Regions from separate parts of the Sus scrofa genome. Here all the other regions are linked to region 2. The links are chromatin contacts, called in public promoter capture Hi-C maps. All regions are on one chromosome and are shown on one strand. Each heading gives the region's core, a stretch centred on a gene start, on an enhancer-like site or on the middle of the called end of the contact. The rest is flanking DNA. Distances are from core to core; before and after follow the strand shown. Region 1 holds the start of ARL8B (ADP ribosylation factor like GTPase 8B). Region 2 holds the start of CRBN (protein cereblon). Region 3 holds the start of LOC100514009 (histone-lysine N-methyltransferase SETMAR).

The links. Promoter capture Hi-C pulls out the DNA fragments that hold promoters and counts their contacts.
Region 1: a promoter capture Hi-C map of liver shows a contact between it and region 2, with 12 times the contacts expected there. The contact joins the promoter of ARL8B here to the promoter of CRBN in region 2. A contact is called at or near these places in 1 of 5 promoter capture datasets (liver) and 1 of 47 Hi-C or Micro-C datasets (liver).
Region 3: a promoter capture Hi-C map of liver shows a contact between it and region 2, with 5 times the contacts expected there. The contact joins the promoter of LOC100514009 here to the promoter of CRBN in region 2. A contact is called at or near these places in 2 of 5 promoter capture datasets (fetal skeletal muscle and liver), 1 of 47 Hi-C or Micro-C datasets (subcutaneous adipose tissue) and 2 of 2 datasets of contacts at active chromatin or transcription factors (alveolar macrophages and skeletal muscle).

What each region holds. Positions count from the first base shown.
Region 1 is chr13:61,638,874-61,643,105 of Sscrofa11.1, forward strand. It overlaps ARL8B (ADP ribosylation factor like GTPase 8B), which reads left to right and starts at 1,810. Exons shown (of 8, transcript NM_001252214.1): 1 at 1,810-2,094. The coding sequence starts at 1,972.
Region 2 is chr13:59,755,554-59,759,374 of Sscrofa11.1, forward strand. CRBN (protein cereblon) reads right to left here and starts at 2,223. Exons shown (of 11, transcript XM_005669735.3): 1 at 2,074-2,223. The coding sequence starts at 2,140.
Region 3 is chr13:60,912,572-60,916,362 of Sscrofa11.1, forward strand. LOC100514009 (histone-lysine N-methyltransferase SETMAR) reads left to right here and starts at 1,841. Exons shown (of 3, transcript XM_013981913.2): 1 at 1,841-3,791. The coding sequence starts at 3,680. It overlaps LOC110255178 (a long non-coding RNA gene), which reads right to left. Exons shown (of 4, transcript XR_002338059.1): 1 at 3,702-3,791.

The sequences.
Region 1 (4,232 bases), core at 560-3,059, 1.9 Mb after region 2:
ATTAACCTGGACTAACCACACTGTCTTTCTCTTCCTAGAACACCTTTCTCCTCTGGAGCCTTTGCTTTTCTTTCTGTGTGCCTTGCTCTGCTTCTCACATTCTCAGGTTTTCCCATCCAAGCCCTCCTTCTCTGAGGGAACTACTTTGACCCTGACTAAAACAGGGGCCACTCCTGTATCCTTCTCTTGTTCAGTTTTCTTTATAATGCTCAGTACTACATGGCATTGTATCTTTTAAATTTTTTTAATTTTGGGGAGTTCCCATGGTGGCTCAGTGGTTAACGAATCCAACTAGGAACCATGAGGTTGCGGGTTCAATCACTGGCTTTGCTCAGTGGGTTAAGGATCTGCATTGCCGTGAGCTGTGGTATAGGTCGCAGATGTGGCTGGGATCCTGCATTGCTGTGGCTCTGGTGTAGGCTGGCAGCTACAGCTCCGATTAGACCCCTAGCCTGGGAACCTCTATATGCCGCACGTATGGCCCTAAAAAGACAAAAAAAAGAAAAAAATTATTTTATTTTTTATTGAAGTACAGTTGATTTACAAGAATCTGAATAATATATATATACACATACATATGTATATATATAAAACTGAATCACTTTGTTGTATGCATGGTATTATATCTTTTACTTATCTGGAATGTAAGCTCCTCAGGGAAGGAATTTTCTTTTAATTTGAAAGCCTTGCAGATATTTTAATGTAATTTTTAATTAAATTAAACTTTTGAACAGGCAACTCATTTACATGGTTGAAAGTGAAAACTATATAAAAGATATTCAGAGACTTCTCATTCCATTCCTGCCTATGACCATCCAGTTTCCCCTTCCCCCCATAAAATCATTTTTATTAGTTTTTGAATATTTCTTTATGCAAAGATATATGTATTTGTACATATACATGTATATTGTTGTTTTTCATCTTATACCCAAAGTGTCATTTAATATATAGTTGACATCTTGCATTCATGTTCCTTTAAAATATTTCCTGGACATTATTTCTTATCAGTTTATACAGAACTTTCTCATTCTTTTTAAATTTTTATTATTTATTTATTGATAGGCAAGAAATAGATTTACTATGATATGACGCTTGTGGGAGGTACAAACGGGCAGGCAAGGAAGCACTGCTTATCATTCTTTTTTTTTTTTTTTTTTTTTTGCTTTTTAGGGCTGCACCTGTGACATATGGAGGTTCCGAGTCTAGGGGTTGAATCGGAGCTGTAGCTGCGGGCCTCTGCCACAGCAACGCAACACAGGCTCCCAACCAAGTCTACAACTTACACCACAGCTCACAGCAACACCAGATCCTTAAATCTCTGAGCAAGGCCATGGATCCAACCCGCAACCTCATGGTTCCTAGTCGGATTTGTTTCCACTGCGCCATGACGCGAAGTCCTCATTTTTATTTTTTTTTTAATAGCTGTTAAATTAGTCCCTTTTGAGAACTTACCAGAGTTTATTTAATCACTTCCCTACTGATAAACACTTGTGGCTTCCATCTTTTGCTCTGTAGGACAGGGATTTTCGTGTTGAATCCTCCAAAGTCGTGAAGTCTTTCTGCATGTAGCTAACTGTAAATAAACAATCACAGAGAGAATGAGTGGTGAATTGACCTGCATTAATTAGCTAAGGAGGGTGGTAGAAAGGGAGCCCAAGGCCGGAGGGCGTTGCTGCGCGGAGGTCTCAGCAGGTGGCGCTGCAGGCGGCGCACGCGCCTGGCCTTGCGGGCCCCGCCGCTCTTGCCGTGTATGCCTACAGCGGCGCCGGGACGCGCGTTGGGGGTAGGGCGAGTCATATGACCTGCTCGGCTTCCTGGCTTCTGCTGTCGCCGCCCGCCTGTGTCCGCCAGCGTCGCGCCGGGGCCCCGAGGAGCCGTTGCGGGGGGTCCGGGCCAAGGCCCGCTCGTGTGGAGTTCGTCGCCGCAGCTGCCCACCCGCTTGCCCATCAGTCTTCCCTCCCGACCGCCATCATGCTGGCGCTCATCTCCCGCCTGCTGGACTGGTTCCGCTCGCTCTTTTGGAAGGAGGAGATGGAGCTGACGCTCGTGGGGCTGCAGTACTCGGGCAAGACCACTTTCGTCAATGTCATCGCGGTGAGTGCTCTTGCTAACCCGCCCGGGGCGCAGAAGCCCGCGAGTCCGCCCGGCAGCCGCCCAAGGGCCTGTCCTGGGGTCCCCTCCGCGCGGCGGAGCTCTAGGTAATGTGGGGCGGCGGGGGGGTGGGGTGCGGTGCAGCGCACGCCGTGCCTGTCACCTCCCCGAGGGCCAAGATTTAGAGTTTTCCCGCGTGTTGGTAGATGAAGTGGAGTGTTGGGGTCGGCAGCTGAAGGGTTAATTCCATTTGGTCATCTTCGAAGCGTCGCGTCCTCATCGGCGCCTGGGCTTGGAAAGGTTAGAATTGGACTTGTGTTTAAGGCGCTTTGGGGGATGGGGGTTTCCTTAGGGTTTGATCTGTAGGGGCGGCGGAAGGGTTAACTCCAGCTTGTCACTTTCCCGAAGGGTGGGATGTGGCGAGTTTCGCTGTTCCGTGAGAAGGCATGCATACAAATTGAGATCCTTTCTCAACTAGCCACTCGGGACGAGGAGCCCCATTGTGAGGAACGCGCGGGACCAGTGTGGGCTTCTTCCTGAATTCTGTGGGCAGCCCGTCCCCTGTAATTCGGTTACTGGCTTTCACCGGTTCCCCTAGGGGCCAAGATCCAGTTGATTGCGCTGCGCTGGCGGGTGGAAGCTGGGGAGAGACATTTCCCAGTGGTGGACAGCTTTTATTTTATTTATCATTTATTTCTAAATTGAAGTACAGTTGACTTACAAGTGTACAGCTTTTATTAAATCAAGGAGTTGGGGGAATCTCTGCTTTTCTAGAGTTCTCACGTACGGGATAAGACGGATCTGCAGGCAGCGTAAAGTTAACTACTTTGAAAAAGAGGAGTTGGTGTTTTGTGATGGTGTTTCTTAACTGAAGAGAGAGAAAGGGACTGGATGGGAACAGAGTTTATTCGACGCCCAGGGAATGGGTATCTGGGAGGGGAAATTGCCCTGCGAACCTCTATACTATGTGGTGTTTGTTCAGCAGTGGTTGAGGGGAAAGAGGATGATTAAATTTTGCCTGTTTGGTTGGCTGGGGAAGGAATAAGCGCGACAGAGTCTCCTCAATCTTTATTTAGAGCCCAGGAGTTCCTGTGACTCAGTCTTCGCTGATAGGGGCTTGTGCTTGTCTGGGATGAACTTTAGAGCCATTTCAAAGAGAGATGGCAGTAGTTCCTCCACCCTTTAGCTGATGGGTGCAATCCTTATTTAATAGGAGACTAGCTGTCCAACTGGTTTGGTTACAGGAATGATTCAAGTATACCTCCGTTGTTGGAGAACACACCAGCTTGTGTAACTTGTGATCTTAGTCCTTGCAGTTTTAGAGCAACAGGAATGAATAAGACTTGGAGAGATAGAGATTAGCAGAAATACAAACTTCCTTTGAGGAATGTTGCATATAAAAATAAAAAAAGAACATTTGCTACTTGTTTGGCTCTTTTTGGTGGGGGTATCTTGAGATGACTTTCTTTTTAACAGGCCAAGAAAAATGGAATGTGTATTTGATACCACTAAAAACTAATAACGAAAAACTTCGGGCTAAGTGTCCATATTCAAACTTTTATGTGATATAGAAAAGATCAGCTTGAATGCAGTTGAGCTCATTTAGCTGTAAATTTTCTGATAGTCCTTTGAGATAAGAATTGGCATCTCCTTGAAATCCTATCTTTTTGACAAGACTGAAGTAATTTGTAGTGTAGATAGGTGTGTTACTACAATTGCATTTATTACAGAGAAGTAGTTGTGCTTGGGAAACCTAAAGTTTAGTAAATCTTTGAGAAAGTTCGAAAGACAGTAGCATACCTTCCCTGCTGATGTATTTAGTAGACATTGTAGCTTATTGTAATGAGCATGACCTTTGAAGTAAAACAATCCTGGGTCCACATTCTGGCTTTGCCACTTAGCAGCATTGTATCCTCTTTCAGTCCTGCTTTCTCATCTATTAAGAGGAGATAATAGGTTTCTTACAGAGTTGCTGTGAGTACTTGAATGACAGATGTTAAATGACTAGCACCATGCCTGCTCATAGAAGGGGCTAAGTAAATGGTAATGCTATTGTTATTTGTAGTGGTTACACGCGTTTAATGCAGGAACAATATTTTGGAAAATATTCAGAAGGGAATTAGCTGTGGTCATGTCCTTCT
Region 2 (3,821 bases), core at 973-3,472:
TAACACCTCGATAAAATGTTCCTAAGAACAAAGAAATTTCAACAAGAGATAACAAAGAAAACTTTAACTGATGACAAGAATATTCTGAATCTACTTCCTTGTATTTACAACGCTGACAGTGTAGCTTTCACTAGGCACTTTGATACTTTACCGCTCCGTAACACAAAGTTTAAAAGATCAACTTTGAGCTCAAAGCTAGAATTCATAATTTTACAATTGAGATTTTTCAATGTTCTTGCTTCTAGTCTCTAAATGATCTCCTTATATAAAGCAGCCTTTCTCATATACATGGCAGAAACCGATTTTCCCCTACTCGGCTGTTTTATCTATTGATGTTTTATCTGTCTGGGACAGCTTCTTTGAATCTTAAATGTTAAGCTATTTCCTTAGCACTTGATGGGGATTACTCTTCAAAACAACCTATACTACAGGGATGTATGGACAATGCAATGTTTCTTAAAAAAAAAACAAAAACACATGATTTACAAAAGCATTATCAATATATTGACACCCCTGAGCCCTCTCACTCCCTGTTTTTTCTAACAAAACACTGACTGTTGAGAGCTACCAGGGTGAAGTCTGATGACTCATCTCATGCAGGAACACCATGTAGATGCCAATAGAACATCAGCATCTTCCCTGACACATTGGATTTGACACTGACAGAGATGGGCTCATGTCTCTGAAAAAATAGCTCAGCTCTTCAGTCAAATTCAATTCTGCCAGGCTGCTTCAGGATGGACCACTGACCCTAATCCTGATTTATTGCTAAGGAAAACATCCCTCCTCTATGGTGGGCAGACCTTCAGTCTCTTCCTCCAATCCATGCCACCCCTACTGGGCAAAATAATCCTCTAAGCATAGCTTCCCTTAGATCTGAAAAACACAAATGTTTCTCTGCAACCTGTGGGGAAAAACTCCCAATCCCCCCAACAAGAGATGCAAGCTTCCCAACACTCCAACCCAACCTGCTCTCCAGGCCTTCTCTTCTGCAAGCCTAGCCTAAATTATACACTTTTGGATGTCTCCAGTTAACCTCACAGGGTTTTCCCTAATCCCTCTCTCTCATGGACCTGTAACAGCCTTTACTTACCTGGCCTAAATCAATGGCCTCCTGATTATTATGTTTTCAGAAGCCTCACAGAGATGATAAACCTCAAATACTGGGCTGTGCATCATGCCTCTTTTAATCTCCAGGACACCTAACACACTTCCTGGCACACAGTGAAGGGACTGAGCTAATAGTCTCAGTTTGGCTGACAGACCTCTTAGGAAGCACCTCTTGTCTAGAGCATTCCATGTCATGACGGTACAATTGTTCCATGCTTTTTTTCCTGCCCAGTATTCGGACATAAGGCTACTGTCTAAACATTCCCAAAACATACAGGAAAGAGAAAACTGAGTTCAACATCACTGGCCTAAGTATCTCTAATTAAGCGTACTCTACCGTGTGCTTGGACTACACGTCAAAAAACAGACCAATTACCGTCTGGGCAGTGAAGTGGTTAAGAAACCCGGGCTACGCTGACTTACAGATTCGGATGAGAGTCCTGGCTGTGCAACTGTGACCTTGGGCAAGTCAATGAACTGATCTGCCAATCCATTTCTCAGCAACCAAATTGGGCTGAGAAAAGTGATGTGGGGAGGATTAAACGGAGAAACACCTGCAGAGCGCTTACTGCAGGGTCGATGACGTGCTAAGCACTTAATACATGTCAGCTGTCACTCTTACCAAAGGGGAGAAGTCCAGGAAAAGTCTTGGCTGCCGAAGTGCCCCAGTCCCCCTTCTCCCACACCAAGTTTCAGACCATTTCATCCGAGCTAAGTTCTGGACCCAAGAAGGATGGAGAGGCAACCCCCTTCCGTGCCACCCGAACGCTAATCCCCACACCGGGGACCGAGCCGGGGAGAAGCACCGTGACTCTGTTGCGGGCCGGCGGCCTGAGGAGCGGCCGCTTCCAGGCGCGGTCCCACCGGCTCCGCACCCGCCGCCCACCTTGCCGGCTCCGCCGCGCCCCCTGTGGCTCGGGCCTCGCTCCCTCCCTCAGACCGGAACCGGCCCCAGGCGGTTACCAGGTAGGAGCGGCAGGTGATTGCCCATGTCGTGCGCAGCGTCCTGCGGATCCCCCTCGCCGGCCATGTCTGTTTACCCGCGGAGGAGCCTGGGACAGGGCGGCTCCCCTGCAGCCGGGGGAGGGTCCGCGCCGCGCTGCTGCCGCCGCGCCCCGGGCTACAGCGCCCCCTGGCGGCGCCTGTGGGGCAGGCAGCGCGCCGCCTGGCCTGGAAAGGCACCGCGGGGCTGTCCCTCCTGGGACTGCGCGCGGTGGCCACCGCCATCGGGGACTGGGTGCCCGCCGCTCAGGGCACAGACTCCTCTCCTGTTCCAACCCCTCACACATCTCACACGTGGGGAAACAGGCTCAGATTCTTCAGTCTCTCGCTCTTAACGAGGGGGGCGGGGAGCAAAGAGCAGTTTATACAGCATTAGCTCCAGTTCTCAAAATAAAAACAATATAAATGAAGACTGGAAAAATGCACCAATTATTCCGAGGGCGGTTGGGTCATAGCTGGTTTTCTTTTCAACAATCTTAAGTCGTTTCCACATATATCCCGAAATTAACATGCATTAATCAGGAACAAATAAAAGAAATGGTGATGACACAAAGGGAAGAGGCTTATGATTGGCAAATGAGATTGTCAGAATATAGAAGAGCATACTCATTATTACTGCAACTGAGCAAAAATGAGTCATTATATGGCAAAAAAAAAAAAAAAAGAAAGAAAGAAAAAGACCACAGAATGCAAAAACATAAATCTCTTAGATCTGTGGAGTGTGTGACTGGTAAGGTTTCTGCTATGGAGGAGGGACAGAAGTTTTCTTAGTGTCTTTTCAGCATCGTCTCTTCAGCGAAGAAAGAAACTGAAACACCCTTAAATGAAATAAAATACCTAAACATGGTGGGGAGAGGAAGGGTGAGAAGCAGCAGAATTGCTCTGAAGAAAACAATGATGAATCTGATATTTTTTTAATATTCCAAAAATTTGCTTACTGAAAAGTTAAAACATGAAAATCTCCTTGGGAGAGAGGCTAATGAATTCATTCTGTGTCTTTCTCACCTCTGTTCTCCCAAGCACTCTGTGGCCTTGTCTCAGTTTACCCATTTCCAAAATGAGAATGGGCTAGTGTCCCAGGTTTTTCCTAATGAATAATGTCTGTGGTATAGATAACAACATTGCCTTTGATAATAAGTAACAATTACAAGCTATCAGTTAATGGCAATTACATAGGACACGTGACTGTGATGTTTTAGTCGAGTTAAGGTGATAGCTCTAGTCAGGCAAAGGATGATTCTGTGCCAGAATGAGAGAAAGGAAAATGTAGGATAGAAAGATAGAACAATGAGGGGATGGCTGGGGTGTGCGGAGGGGGTGGGAGGGGAGAAGGGTGACAGCAGGTACACACATGTACACATTATCAGTCTCACTATGGTTTATAGAATTGCAAAGAAGTGTGCTTACCTGCAGCAGAACTTTCTTTACATAGCAAACAATTGGCCCCTAAACAAGGAAGCTCTGACCTTCCCAGGTCCTCCCCAGAAATGGCACCAGCACAGTGCCCTGTACCCTGGTCAACGAAGAACCCTGTAAGCAAGAAACGACAGCTGTGAGCCTGGCAGGGTCAGCAGATGTGGCTAGAAAAGCACTGCTCCTCTTTCTTCTTTTGTGCTTGGCCCCAGGATCACCGATGCTACCATCTGTGGACCTTTCAGTCCCCATTCACCTCCTTCTTCTTGCCTCCATTCACTTGCACCATCTGCTCC
Region 3 (3,791 bases), core at 591-3,090, 1.2 Mb after region 2:
TTATACAATGAAGTATAAGACTTCTAATTCAGAATGATCCCACGCCATATTAATGATGATCTCCTCACTTGAGCCATCCTCTGAGAAGACAAAGAAGAACACCCCAAGGCAGCTTTGTAACCTCATGTATGACAACCTACTGTGTACTAACTGCATGCATTCTTTCAAAAGAAGAATATCTGAAGCTTCTCTGTTGGGAGGTTGTGACCCTCAGAATGAACCTAATAACATGTGTAGATTATGAGAGTCCTCTGAGTCTGAATATTTAAGAGAATCTAAAATGACCCTTGGTGGACAATTTCAATAAGGTTTCAAGTAATTTATTAAGAAAATTAAATGAATTAGTGCATGTAAAATTTTTACATGGTATCTGGCACATAGTAATAACTCAGTGAATGTTAGCTATTATTGCCAATGGTCAGAAACTGGCCAAGTAGAACCATGAATTTAGACATGTGTGATGTCATATCATTCCAGACTCTATTAGTATCTTACTAATACTCCTTAGTACCTCTTACATAAAATCAAATTCTTTATCTCCCTCCCTCTAAATCTGCTCTTAAAAATTGGTGTTTATATCAGGCGTGTACTTCAGTGCAAAATTAAGTGACTTTCTTACCTGATTGTGGATACACATGATAAGCCTGATCCACGTGTCTATTCCCAAACCTATTTGCTGCAGAACAAACGTTTTTGTCCCTCTAAAGTTCAGATGTTAAAGATCTACTTTGATGATATCTGGAGGGGGGACCAGACTTCCCTTGTGGCTCACAGCCTAACTACTGGGTGTTGCTTCTACGGTGGCTGTGGCTCGACCTGGGAGGTAGGACCTTTCAGGTCATGAGTGTAGAGCGTCCATGATGGGATTACTATCCTTATAAGGGGAAGAAGATAACCAATCCTTTCTATTTCCCCCACATTAGGATACAAAGAGAAGACAACCAACCGTCTGCAAACCAGGAAGAGGGCCTTCACGTAGAAGCCAACCATGCTGGCACCCTGATCCCAGATTTTCAGCCTCAAAAATTCTGAGAAATCAATCTCTGGTGTTTAAGCCACCTAGTCTATGTGCCGTCTGTTACAGCAGCCTGAACTAAGTCACTTAAATGCCAGGTATAACTCATTATAAGAGGTAAAGAAATGATGATGAACTATGAGTACAAGAAGTTGCTCCCTTCCAGGAAAACTAAGTAACATACTCTGGAAAAACCTGACAAAAAGGAAGGTCACTAAAAAAAATGTTTTGCCACTGATATAGCTTTAAGAAAAGTTTAAAATACTGGAGGGAAGAAAAAAACAGACCATGAGCTCAAATAGCTTCAGCATCTTTTAGTTCCTGTTCCACTTTAGAGACACCCAAACTGGAACTCAAAGTAAGCATGACATGGAATTCTAATCAGTAGACCCATATACCAAAAACAAAAACAAACAAAAATCTTGGCCCTACATCAAAAGACTTGCAAATATATACCAAAATTACAACTGACCCTTGAACATTGCAAGGGTTAAGGGTACCAGCCCTCTATACTGTTGAAAAATCCCTATACAACTAACTGTATGGTCAGCCCTCTATATCCAGGGTTCTGTACCCATGGATTCAGTCAACTTTGAATTGTTTAGCGCTCTGGTATTTACTGGAAAAAATAAACATATAAGTGGACCTGGGCAGTTCAAATCCATGTTGTTCAAGGGTTAAGTGTATTTAAGTTAAAACGAAACATTTCTATCTCCCTGTTTCTTTCTCTCTTCCTATGTATAAATAATTTTCATGACCTCAATAGAAGAGCTCTGCCTATGAGTATACCAAAAAGTTGCAGAGATTATGAGAAAACCACTCATAGAGTAAAATGGGAGAACAAAGAAAAGGGTAACCAATGACATAGGAAACAAGGTCAGTAAAGATATAGAGAAGGGGACATGAGCTGAATGGACCGACATTATGGGGGAAAGGCACTGGAGACAGAGAAAAATGTGAACAAAGATAGCAGAAACCCAATACCACCGGTTAAGGAAAAATAGAGCAAGGGGCTCAAAAGATAGACCAAAGAAACAGGTAGGGTCTGGAGTCCCCTTGTAGCACAGCAGGTTCAGGATCCAGTGTTGTCACCACACTGGCCAGGGTCATTGCCGTGATGCGGGTTTAATCTCTGGCCTCAGAATTTCCACATGCCACCAGTGCAGTGAAAGGAAGGGAAGAAGGGAGGAGGGAGGAAGGAAGGAAGAGAAAGGTAGGTGCTGGATCTTCCAGACCTGATAAGCCAGAATATAGGTAGACTTTGAGATAAACAAGGAGCAAACAAAGGATTTTAAGCAGCAGGATATAATAATTGGATGTGTATGCTCCAAAGATCATTGTAGAACCAGCAGTAAGGTGATTTAGGGATATGGAGAACATTAGATTGGGGGTTTGGGGAGTAGAAATCACTCCAAGAGTGCAAGCCAGAAATGAGAGCCTAAAAAGAAATGAAAATGAAAAACATTATGAAAGTAAAATCAAGATTTGGCCAGGAAATTCTTAGCCATGGCGTTCTAAGGAGAGAAAGGGTTTCAAGAAAATGCTTCCGTGTGTTGCTTTCAGGTAGCTCTGGAGATTATAGACGGATTATTCTCCCAGTTTAAATGAAGAAAAGGAAAATTCACAGACGAATAAATTAACTCAGGTCATTGTGATCCCGAGCTTCAGGTAAGACAGAAAACAGAAATGTCCAATGATTGATTGGATATCCAAAACCAGATCTCCATCTCCCGTCTGGGCTGGAGCCTAGTACTTTACAAGATATTTGAAGCGTAAGAGTAGATGGTATTACTGAGGATGCCCAGTGGAGGTGAGAATGGGACCAGGGGCAGAAACCCTAATGACACCCGCCCCCATGCCAGAGTACGGCAGGAAAAGGACAAGAGAGCAGGACAAGAGAGCGAGACGGCTGGTATGCAGGGCAAGCGCACCTAGGACAGGGGGCCAGACTGGCTGCGCTGAGAGGCTTTCACGTGGAGGCGTCACAACAACCGGGTCACAGAGCTTTGGGAAGGTTGATAACATTCCACCTAATTGAGCAATTTCGAAATTACCAGAACCCTCTGCGGGCCAAGGATTGGTTTCCTCAGAGCAGGGGGTGCAGAGAGGGAACAGAAATCCCAGTCAGGGAGTGCGCGGACCCCACACAGCCTCTTGACGCCCGGTCAGGCTATTCCGCCCCTATAGCAAACCACATCTCACGCCCCGCAACTGGCCCTCAACTTCCAGAACCTCAGACCCAGGAGTACCACCCCACTGAGCTTAGGACGCGCCCCTACCCCACGCCAGCAAACCTCCAAGCCCTCGGACACCCGGTCAAACCACCGCTCCTCTACGCCCTCCCTGAGCTCACATGAAAAAGCCAAGCACTTCTTCCGTGCTCCCAAAGTTTCCTCTGTACCTTATAAGGTTTTGTATTATTGGTACTGCGTCTGGCCCCAAACAAAAAGCAAGCCAGACCAAAAAGTCGAGGGAAGCTGAGGGTCGAGGGAGGAGACGCCTCCACAGGACAGTGGTAACAGAGAACTACGACTCCCATGAGGCAATGGGGCCCCCGCACCCAACTCCCAGCTTCCTCTGCGAGGCGCAAGACAGTCTAGATGGACAGTGGGAGCTCTGAGTCGGGTCAGAACGTGCCCCCGAGCTGTGAAGTGGCCTTTCGGGATGGCAGAGTCCGGGAAGGTACCTGAAGCCCTGATGGAGCGGCCGGACGTGGCCCGCGGCCTGGAGAATTTGCCTGTGAGCGTTTGGCCGTCAGGGGCGGGGCCAGAGCCCT